Linked DNA regions of Mus musculus: region 2 is linked to region 1. Evidence: chromatin contacts called from public Hi-C data. All regions are on one chromosome and are shown on one strand. Each heading gives the region's core, a stretch centred on a gene start, on an enhancer-like site or on the middle of the called end of the contact. The rest is flanking DNA. Distances are from core to core; before and after follow the strand shown.

Region 1 (4,955 bases), core at 1,231-3,730:
CAAGGAAAGTCTTATAAAAACATTTAATTGGGGCTGGCTTACAGGTTCAGAGGTTCAGTCCATTATCATCAAGGTGGGAGCATGGCAGCATCCAGGCAGGCATGGTGCAGGAGGAGCTGAGAGTTCTATATCTTCATCCAAAGGCTGCTAGTGGAAGACTGACTTCCAGGCAACTAGGGTGAGGATCTTAAGCCCACAGTGACACACCTACTCCAACCAGGTCACACCTATTCCAACAAGGCCACACCTCCAAATGGTGCCACTCCCTGGCCCAAGAATATACAATCACATTCCACTCCCTGGCCCAAGAATATACAAACCATCACATTACTCTTAATTTATTTTGGCTTTTGTAGCCAGAGCTTTAGTGTGACATGCCAAAAGTCATTGCCAAGGCCAATGGCCAGAGGATCCCCACCATGTTCTCTTGTAGAATTCTGTTTTATGCTTTTAGGTCCCTTTTTAGTTTTGAGTTGATTTTTGTATAAGCTGTAAGATAAAGTTTCAGTTCCATTCCTTTGCACATGGAAATAGTTTCCCCAGCATCATTTGTTGAAAGATTATCTTATCCCCATCATGTCTTCTTGGTACCCTGTCTCCATAGTTAACCATATGCATTGGAATTTATTTCTGGCTTCTTTATTTTGTTGCACTGGACCACAGTCTGTTTTTGTACCAGTACCATACTGTATTGATTCCAGCATCACTGTCTTTCTTACATATAGAATCTAGGTTTATATATGCCTGTGTACACACATATAAGAAAGCAGAAGGGGTCCACATGGGTGAGTGGAGAAAGATAGGCAAGACGAGGGAGGAAGGATGGGGAAGACAGCGGGGCTTGAGCAATGATACACATGTAGGAAAGTGTTATATACAAAAGCCATTGTTTTGTATACCTGCTAAAAATACAAAAGGAAAGAAAAATATTGCAGTTTTCATCTAGGTGTAGCTGTGTTGGATAAAGACTCTCAGTGCCCCTCATGGCTGAGGTTTATATATGAACTGTTTCTCTTTGACATCTCTGAGAGCCTTGTTATCTTCACCTTCCTGTTCTCAGTGCTCAGCATATAATAGGTCCTCACTAAGTAGGGCTGTGTGCCTGAATTTATTTTACTCATTTAGCCCCATATCCTATGTTGTAAATAGCGAGGACTTACTTGGGCTTTGAATGCCTTGTTTTGTATCCCCACCTCCATGAACAGATTGACACATGCAGGTAGAGGGGACAGTTGCAGTGAGGAGTCTCGTGGCACTTCCTTTATAATCTCTGAATATATTGGAGGATGATCTGACTCCTGGTAGGCCTGGGTTTAGGTCTTTCTGAGTAATTTTTCTAATAATGTGAATGAGTGTTTTGCTTGTATGTATATATGTGTAGTATATGCATGCCTGGTGCCCGTGAAGATCATAAAAGTTAGAGCTCCTAGAATTATAGTTGCAGATGGTTGTTAGACACCATGTGGGTGCTGGGATTGAATCCTGGTCCTCTGCAAGAGCAATAGTAGCGGTAACCACTGAGCTATCTCTTCAAACCCTCTGCATAATTTTTATGGGGGTGATTATGGTGAATAAAGTGCTATGTCACTGGAAAATACTTAACACATGGCTGCAGTAAGTTCTGGGACTCCTTCCGAGTGGACCCTCAGCCCCAACCATCTGTGTCCGCCAGTGCACACTGTGTACCTGCTGCCCAGGCACACAGCAAGGAGAGGGCTCTGCAGGTGAGGACAGACTTTTGCACACTGGGTTTTCACTGACTTGGACTGAACAAGATATTTTGGGAGCTGTAGTGCTCACGGTGGTCATATCTGTCAAAGACTAGCTTTCTTTGGAAAATGAGACCCAGAATGGTTGAAGTGTCCTGCCCAGGAAGCTAAGGACAGGATGAAGAGCCACACTTGGTTTGCTGGCTCCAGATGCTTTCTCTTTCACTACATTACATTGTTTCTTAGAATGCCAAAGCCAAACAATCAACGCTTTCTAAGGGTTTATTATGGGGGTAGTTGAACTATGCTTAATTTTAATTTTAAGTCTTTACATAGATGATAAATTGGCATCTACATGGGGAGAAAAATTATAATTTAGAGCACCCCAATAAAATTAATTTAGAGCTCTTAAATATGACAACACAAGTAGTTAAGTTTTTAAAAGAAAAATCTTGGCTAAGACTTTAGTTAGAAATGTAATTTACCATGACCCAGATGTTTTATCTTCCCAGGCAGAGGGTAGCCTGGACTGTAGATGAAGTCCCACAATAGAGCTTTAACACTGGGTTTTTCTTGGTGGACTCCTGGAGGATAGTGGCATCTTGTACCTGGAGTCAAAGCTAGGGCTTTCTCCCATGCACAGGCCTGCTTATGTTACACTGTGCATGGCAGTTTGGCAGTTTACTTTGCAGATGTTCGTAATGTGCAGCCTTAAATCTTGCTTCTATTTCTGGCATGCTTTTAAGTATGACTCATGTTTCCTTGAGGCTGTCCTAAAAATACTGCTGCTCTGAAGCATTAATGTGAACGACACCACAGGCATCACACAGCACTGCACAGTGCTTGCTTTCTGCAGGGTAAGGCAGCTTCCCAACCAATTAAGAGGGGAAGTGCCATGAAGAATGTGCTGCACTAAAAATATGAGGAAGACAAGTAGGAATTTTATAAAAATATAATGTATAGAAATAGCAGTGACTATTAAATTCTAATAAAGGATGAAATATATCATTAATGTTATAAAATATAACAGAAACAGGATTAATATCCAGAACACCGTTTGATGTAAATGCTACATTTGATGTAGTCCTGTGGTAAGGAGAGTCTTGAGCCTGACGGTGTCAAAAAGCTCCTGGAGGGAGCTGGTGGGATGGTTCAGTGGGTAAACGCGCTCACTGCAGAGTGCCAGTCTGAGTTTAGTTCTCCTGAACCACATAGTGGAAGAAGAGATCTACTCAAGCAAGCTCTCCTCTGATACCTCTCTTTCTCCTCTCTCTCTCTCCTCTCTCTCTCTCTCTCTCTCACACACACACACACAAATACATACATACATACATACATACATACAGACAGACAGACAGACAGACGTGTCAGAAAGGCTTCTGGTGGAGTGTGTGAGACATGATTACTGTGCAGCAAGCTTTGGACTTGAACAACAGAAGTCTGAGTTGGCTTTGACTTAACCACCGTTCTGCAAATGCTGCTACTTTTCAATTATGACGTCTCTTTGCAGAATGGGAGCAAGAACTTGCATAGCTATTACTTTATAAATTGTCAATCTGTGTGCTTATTTCAATTCTCAGTACTCGGTAAAGACAATTATATCTATTAAATAGGTAGTGATATTAAAGGGAGCGTAAATGATTTGATTAAGATCACATAGGTAATAAATACCAGATTTGGGATCTCACGTCTCCCCTTACACAATGCTGCCTGCTGCCCTTTGGGCCTGTTGTGAGATCTAAATGAGAGAGTGCAGAAAAATTACTTGTGTATTTCTTTGCCACATGATAGGTAAGCAATGAATTGCACCATTACTACTTAGTGCATTTTGACATACCGTAGAAAACAGGGCACTGGGAATTGCATACGTCCCTGTGAGTGCTTCTGGGAGTAGCTCCACGTCAGCATGATGCACGTGTGTTGATCAATGGCTTTAGAGGCAGCTGGCAGTCTCAGCAACCCCTTCATCCACTCTTGGGCTCTCTAGTGATTCTTGAGCACACTGGCCAGAACTAACTGGCATGGAATTAACTAAGAAGGCCAGCCTACCTTTTAGCTCTTATCACCCTCCTGCTTCATTTCTCAGGTGTTGGGGGTACACATCAAGCCCCATCGTAACTACTGTTATTGGGGGAAAGATAAAAGTATGGAGACATGGTCTTCAAGAAGATGTGTCGTATATTACCAGTCAGACACTAGATTCAAAAGCTGCTTGGGATGAGGGAGTTATGAGAACCCCCCAGTCCAGTGTCTACCGTACATAAGCACAGGACTGTGGAAGAACTTAGTCACTAGTAACAGGCCTCCCTAGTGGTGTCATCATTTAGAGGGCTGGAGAGACTAAGAGAAAATATATCTCAGGGCTTATTTGTGATTAATTAGGGAGTGTTCATTAACAGTGCTTTCGCAAAAAGAATCTATATGCATTCTCAGTAAGAGTGTCATTAGTCTCTTGGATGGGGTGGACCATGTTGGACATACAGTTAGCATCACTGAGATAGTGTCTCAGATCACCCTTCACTCCCCCAAACCTGGCAGCATCATTAAGCATTTCCAGATGCTCTCTGGCCAGCACAGGTAATGGCAGCGTGTTGAGTGTGAAGAACCACTAGAGAGTCCAGGTATAACTAAGGCATTGCTGCGATAGCCAGTTGCCTTTTAAGCCAGTGGTCCTCAACACACAAGCATTGTGCTACTGTGGAAGATACTTCCATAAGCACTCACATAATAATATGCAATCCCAAAGGCTCTAGCTTAAATACATTCATACCATTTCTTCTTTAATTAAGAGACCACATTAATATATAGCATTGATTCTGCTTCAATGTAGTTTTTTTTTTTTTTAAGAAAAAGGTAAATAAAGTATTCCTCAATTTCAACACTTATTTAAAATGACAGTTGTAAGGGGTAAACCCTATTAATTGGTTACCTGAAATGTATGTAATCCTAAGGTCAAGGCATTTAAAATAAATTATAATTATATAGGATGGCTATTATACCTAGTTTACTTGTTTGGGTGTGTGCTGGAGAAGGAACCTAAGGTCTCATACATGCTACATAATATCCTAACCCTGAGTTACATCCTCAGCAGGAACAATGCTTGCTTTTCTTTTTCCTCCCTCCCTCCCTCCCTCCCTCCCTCCCCTCTCCCTCCTTTCCTCCCTCTTTCCCTTACTTCATTTCTTTCTTTCTCTCTGTGTGTGGTTTGTTATTTGATGGTTAACTACTCCTGAACATGAGACCTGC
Region 2 (4,848 bases), core at 68-2,567, 630 kb after region 1:
ACCTCTCTGCCAGGCTGGTGAGATGGTTCAGTGGGTAAAAGCATTGACTACTCTTCTGAAGGTCCTGAGTTCAAGTCCCAGCAACCACCTGTAATGAGATCCGACTCCCTCTTCTGGTGCGTCTGAGGACAGTGTACTTATAATAAATAAATAAATCTTAAAAAAAAAAGACCTCTCTGCCACCATATTTATTTTAAAAATTAAATTATGAAAGGCCTGAATGCAGTGAGCGATGACTTGTTTACTTTGAATATTAACTTGTGTCCCGCCTCCCCATTTTGTGAATATGGTACATGGCTTAGATCTTTCTAGTGAGGTTGTGCTCAGTGCTTGAGAACACTTGATGCTCTTGCAGGGAATCCAGGTTCAGTTCCCAACACTTCCACCAGGACCCGGGCATGCCTGGGCACACATACATACATTCAGGCAAAACACGCATAAGCACAGGAAAAAAAAATCTAAAAAAAAAAAAAAATTAAATAAAAGTATTGCCCTTTCCTTCCTTCCCATTGGTAGCTAGTAGACTAATATTGTTCTTATTTGGAGAAAATTAATTCTAATTGCATAATGGTAATGGCACTGGTATGAGGTTCCTCCCATGTTTACACTTATTTTTCTTTTTAAAGATTTATATATTTTATGTTTTCTGCATGTTCGTTTGGGTATATGTGAATCACATGTGTGCTTGGGGCCTACAGAGGCCAGAAGAGGGCATTGGATTCCCACAAACTGTGGTTACAGGCAAGGGTGAGCTGCGCTGTGGGTTCTGGCAGCCAAACCCAGAGCCTCTGCAAGAGCAGCAGTGCTCTTAACCCCTGAGTCTTCTCTTCTGTTCACAGATTCATAGATCTGTCAATGTAAATGATGGCAGTGATACTATACTTGAACTGTGAACACCAGTAAACATCAGAAGATATTTTAACGAGTTATTAAATTGTGGTAGCTGTATAAAAGGCGTACATGTTTTTGTTCTTATTTTTTATTTTGCTCTTTTAAGGCTGAGTGAAGCTGAAAAGAATATGATATGGTAGACTTGGGGGTGCACAGTAATGCTCAGCTAAGGCTTAAAGCTACAAAGGAGACAGCCTCAAACCTTCCCTTCACTCCAACTGTATATATGGTTAGAAGCGATAGATTTTATGCATCAAGAGGATGCATAAAATAGCTTCCGGAGACATTTCAACTAAAAAGTGTACCGGAGTGTGGGACCGTGCTTGGGAACACATGCTTGGTTTTGATGGTGTTGGGGTCTAAACTCAGGGCCTTGTGCATGCAATGTTCTCTGTCACTGAGCCGTTTCCTCTCCCCCTGGTGCTCTGCTGATAAAAACATGAGTGACGTCTCACTAGTAAAGATAGAGGGAGGGGCAGGAGGAGCCTGGGCCTCTCATGTTCTCTTTGCTGCTTATTGGCTGTGTCCTTAGGCAGGTCACATTGCTTATGGTCCCAAATTCCTTACCTTTTCAATGAAGTGTGTAGTTCTCAGCTATTCCTAGGTGTCTTTTTCAACTCTAAACCCTGTAATTCTACAAAATTTTTGATTGATGGGCAGACCATTGTGCCGTCTACTTTGATAACCACGAATTTGACTTCATTTCTGTTGCCTAGCATTCATTCTAAAACAATGAAAAACATCAGAAAAAATTGTGGTCCACCACACAAAAATTAGAGTCATTGCAAGCGGTGGGTCCACTGCTTCTGGTTTCTAGTTTTAATGTGGAGCCTCGCTTTTTTCATGTTGTGTTCTTTAATTTCTGATGCATTTCTTCTAATAGTATTTTTCCAAATAGCCTTGTTTTTCTTAGAATTCTTGAAGATGATTTTGGGAAAGTCTCTTCATCAGCAGCTACTTGATGTAAGAACACTTTCTGTTCAGTCATTTTCTGTACAGTTATTACAGAAGTCCTCTTACTCGGGTCCCCCGCCCGGCCAGCAGTGTACAGAAACCAAGTGCCATCCGAATAATCGGTTCCCGTCCAGTTCTCCCTTTCCTCCTTGCTGATGCCTTTCACCTTTTTGAGCTAGAATGATTCATTCTAAAATCTTGTTTGTTTAATTGACTCTGTGTTTATTGTTTCCACAGGGAGCTATTGTTTCCACATTGGTTCCACTAGAACCTTATATTAAATGTATGGTTTACTTACATTAAATGTGTTTGTACTATAGTAATTTCTAAAGAAATATTAATATTAATCCCAAGTGCTGCAATTAAAGGAGTGAGTGTGCCCCCACCATCTGGCTAAAAAAATCTTGATGTATTAAGTATTTTATTTAGGATAAGGTTCTGAAAGGGAGGGAATATTTGAGGGAAAGGAAATGGGATTCGATATTTTTATGGAGTGTTATATTTGTCTTCGTATTGCTGAAAACTGACAAATGCAGTATAAAATTAATAAATACCAGTTTTAATGTAAAATCTTAATGGATATCTCATATTTTTGTATCTGAAATGGTTCTCAAATCCTATATTTTATGCTTTATATTCAAAGAGGGATTAATTTTTGCAAGTTTCAATTAATTTTTTTATATTTGAAATACTTTATAATAAGTTATGCAAGACAATTTGAATTGAGTTGTTATAGCCATTAGAATGAAACAATGTTTTGTGTTTAAAATTGATAAAGTCACTGTGTTTGGGACAGGGTCCTAACTGAACTCTGTTAAGTGAAGTTTTTGAAAAATATTTATTTTCTATGAATGGGTGTTTTGCCTGCATGAGGATATCATGTTTCCTGGTACTGGAGTTACAGATGGTTGTAAGCCACCATGTGGGTGCTGAGAATTGATCCTAGTTCCTTTACAAAAGCAGCAATGCTCTTAATCACTGAGCTATCTCTCTAGCCTCAGAAGTAAAGTTTCAAAGATTTATACAACTGGACTTATCGAAAGGATACCAAAATGCAAAACACTGGAGTCAGCTTAGATTTTGTGGCTAATGGGCTCTGGTAAAAGGCTCTCAGTGACTGTAGAGATGAGGCTTAAGAAATAATTGGAACCTAAGGAGCACCTGTTGCATGTTTTGCCCATTATATTCAGAGCTATAATTAAGCTAATGCTTATTGAGTTCAGTTTCTGTACCAGGCTTTCAGCACACACATTTGGCTTTCTCTCTAAGCAGAGGTGCAGACTGAAGCTGGCATCTTTCTAGGCAGGTGCTCTGCGGCTGACCTGCAGTCCCAGTCCCAGGCACACATATCTCACGGATGCTTTGCCCAGCTCTAGACTTTGTCGTCATTTATTGTGCTCATGAACAGAAGGAGAGCACTAGAGTATATGTAGAGTATACGTGTATGGAAGCCTAACTCAGGGCCGCACCGCAGAGGCGGAGCCCAAGTGGTCTGAGGTTAGAGTTCAGCAGAAATGTTTTGTTTTAGGACTTAACCTCAATGTGAAGATTGGTGGTGAGAACTTAGGAATCTTAATTCTAAGCATTTCTGTGCTATAGTTCCCCAAAGGAAAAGGGCCTGAGAGATAGTCTGGGAATTGTTTGGATGCCCAGAACTGGGTTACTTCTCTAAAATGTGTCCATAAGGTGCCAGCATGTGACTGGTAGAGGAAGAGCTTTCTCCTTCTTTCTCCTTGTTACTTCATAGTGTTGTGGAAACACGTGTTTGAGAACTGTTGTAGCAGCTATCTTCCTGAGTATATGGCTCATTAATGGGTACATTTAAATAGGTTTGGTATTATTGTTTGTTTGACTGTTTTAGGCCAGGGCTGGTTATATAGCCCAGGCTGGCCCCAAATTCCTGCCTGCAATTTCAGGCTTGTGCCATCATGTCTATTATTAAACAAGCTTAAAATCTGTGAGGCTTTTAGGTTGACTTAGGGTAGATCAGATGCTTTGTTTTCTGACTTGACAGCCATGTCTTTTTGTGTATAGGGAAGATCATGATCTGTTTGGACATTTTAGACAGACGGACTCAGAGCTTCTTGAGATGAACTTGACTGACGTGTACTGACTGGATTCGGGGGTGGGGAACCCTAGAAAGTGGAGTTCCCCCTTAAATTTGACATAAACATTTACTTAAGTCTGTATTTGAAACTGTGTAATAGCACAAAGGTCTAGGTAGATTTAAAAGCAAGTCTATGTGTTTTATAGTGATTAAGTTTTGATTTAAGAGATGAGATGGTAATGTTAGCTGTGCTGTGCTAATACATCATGATGTCTGGGCACCTCTGCTAACTTAATGAACAATTGAATCACTGCTGTAAGTATCAGTCTTGTCTGTTACTAAATAAAATTAATACAGCAGAGCCGTGCTATTCCAGTATCCTTGACATGCAAAAAAGGGACCTCTGCTTTAAGAATCAGAAAGTGTTTTTGTTTTTTGTTTTCCCGTCAAGAACCACACTAGAACCACAGAATACCAAAACAGGAGAGAGGATGGCTAGGAAGAAGGCACAGAGGGTCAGAGGCCTAATGAAACCAAAGAAAATGCTTCTCTTATGGTTTGGTTTGGTGAACTCCCGATACATGAGAACTGAAACTGTGTCAGAGCTCAGTTATCTTTTCCTACCCATGCAGCTGGGTGAGGGTGATTTGGGGCAGCCATTTTGGGTTATTTTTACAGGTTCTCAGTCATGGGGTATGAGGTGAGGCTGTCTTCATTGCTTGTCATTACTTTTGAAGGTGCCAAAGGGCAGTGGGGAAAGCACAGTAGCACTCTGGAGATGCTGCTAAGAAAAAGGAGCTTTGTAACTTTAGACAGCTCACTCCTCACACAGGTTTTCTGTCTGTAAGAAAGCCAGGTCTTAGTGCACCCTTGAACCTAACCTTTTACAGAAAAACCCCTGTGGCGAACATTCCTCAATTCCATTGTATTTCCTTGCTCTGGTGTTTGAAGATGAT

What was found. A called contact is a pair of places that touch in the nucleus more often than the background predicts.
Region 2: a Hi-C map of pro-B cells shows a contact between it and region 1, with 2.6 times the contacts expected there. The contact joins two enhancer-like sites. A contact is called at or near these places in 1 of 484 Hi-C or Micro-C datasets (pro-B cells) and 1 of 115 datasets of contacts at active chromatin or transcription factors (memory CD8 T cells).

The regions. Positions count from the first base shown.
Region 1 is chr14:78,898,556-78,903,510 of GRCm38.p6, forward strand. All of the region lies in intron 2 of Vwa8 (von Willebrand factor A domain containing 8), which reads left to right. Among named protein-coding and RNA genes, the nearest start is that of Vwa8, 52 kb to the left of the region's middle. Within about 2 kb of position 2,481, at least 144 of the 459 cell types and tissues checked have an H3K27ac peak or open chromatin away from gene starts, as enhancers often do. A contact at or near this core is called in memory CD8 T cells and pro-B cells, where this site is marked.
Region 2 is chr14:79,529,009-79,533,856 of GRCm38.p6, forward strand. All of the region lies in intron 1 of Elf1 (E74-like factor 1), which reads left to right. It also overlaps the pseudogene Gm9243. Among named protein-coding and RNA genes, the nearest start is that of n-TEttc4, 50 kb to the left of the region's middle. Within about 2 kb of position 1,318, at least 54 of the 459 cell types and tissues checked have an H3K27ac peak or open chromatin away from gene starts, as enhancers often do. A contact at or near this core is called in memory CD8 T cells and pro-B cells, where this site is marked.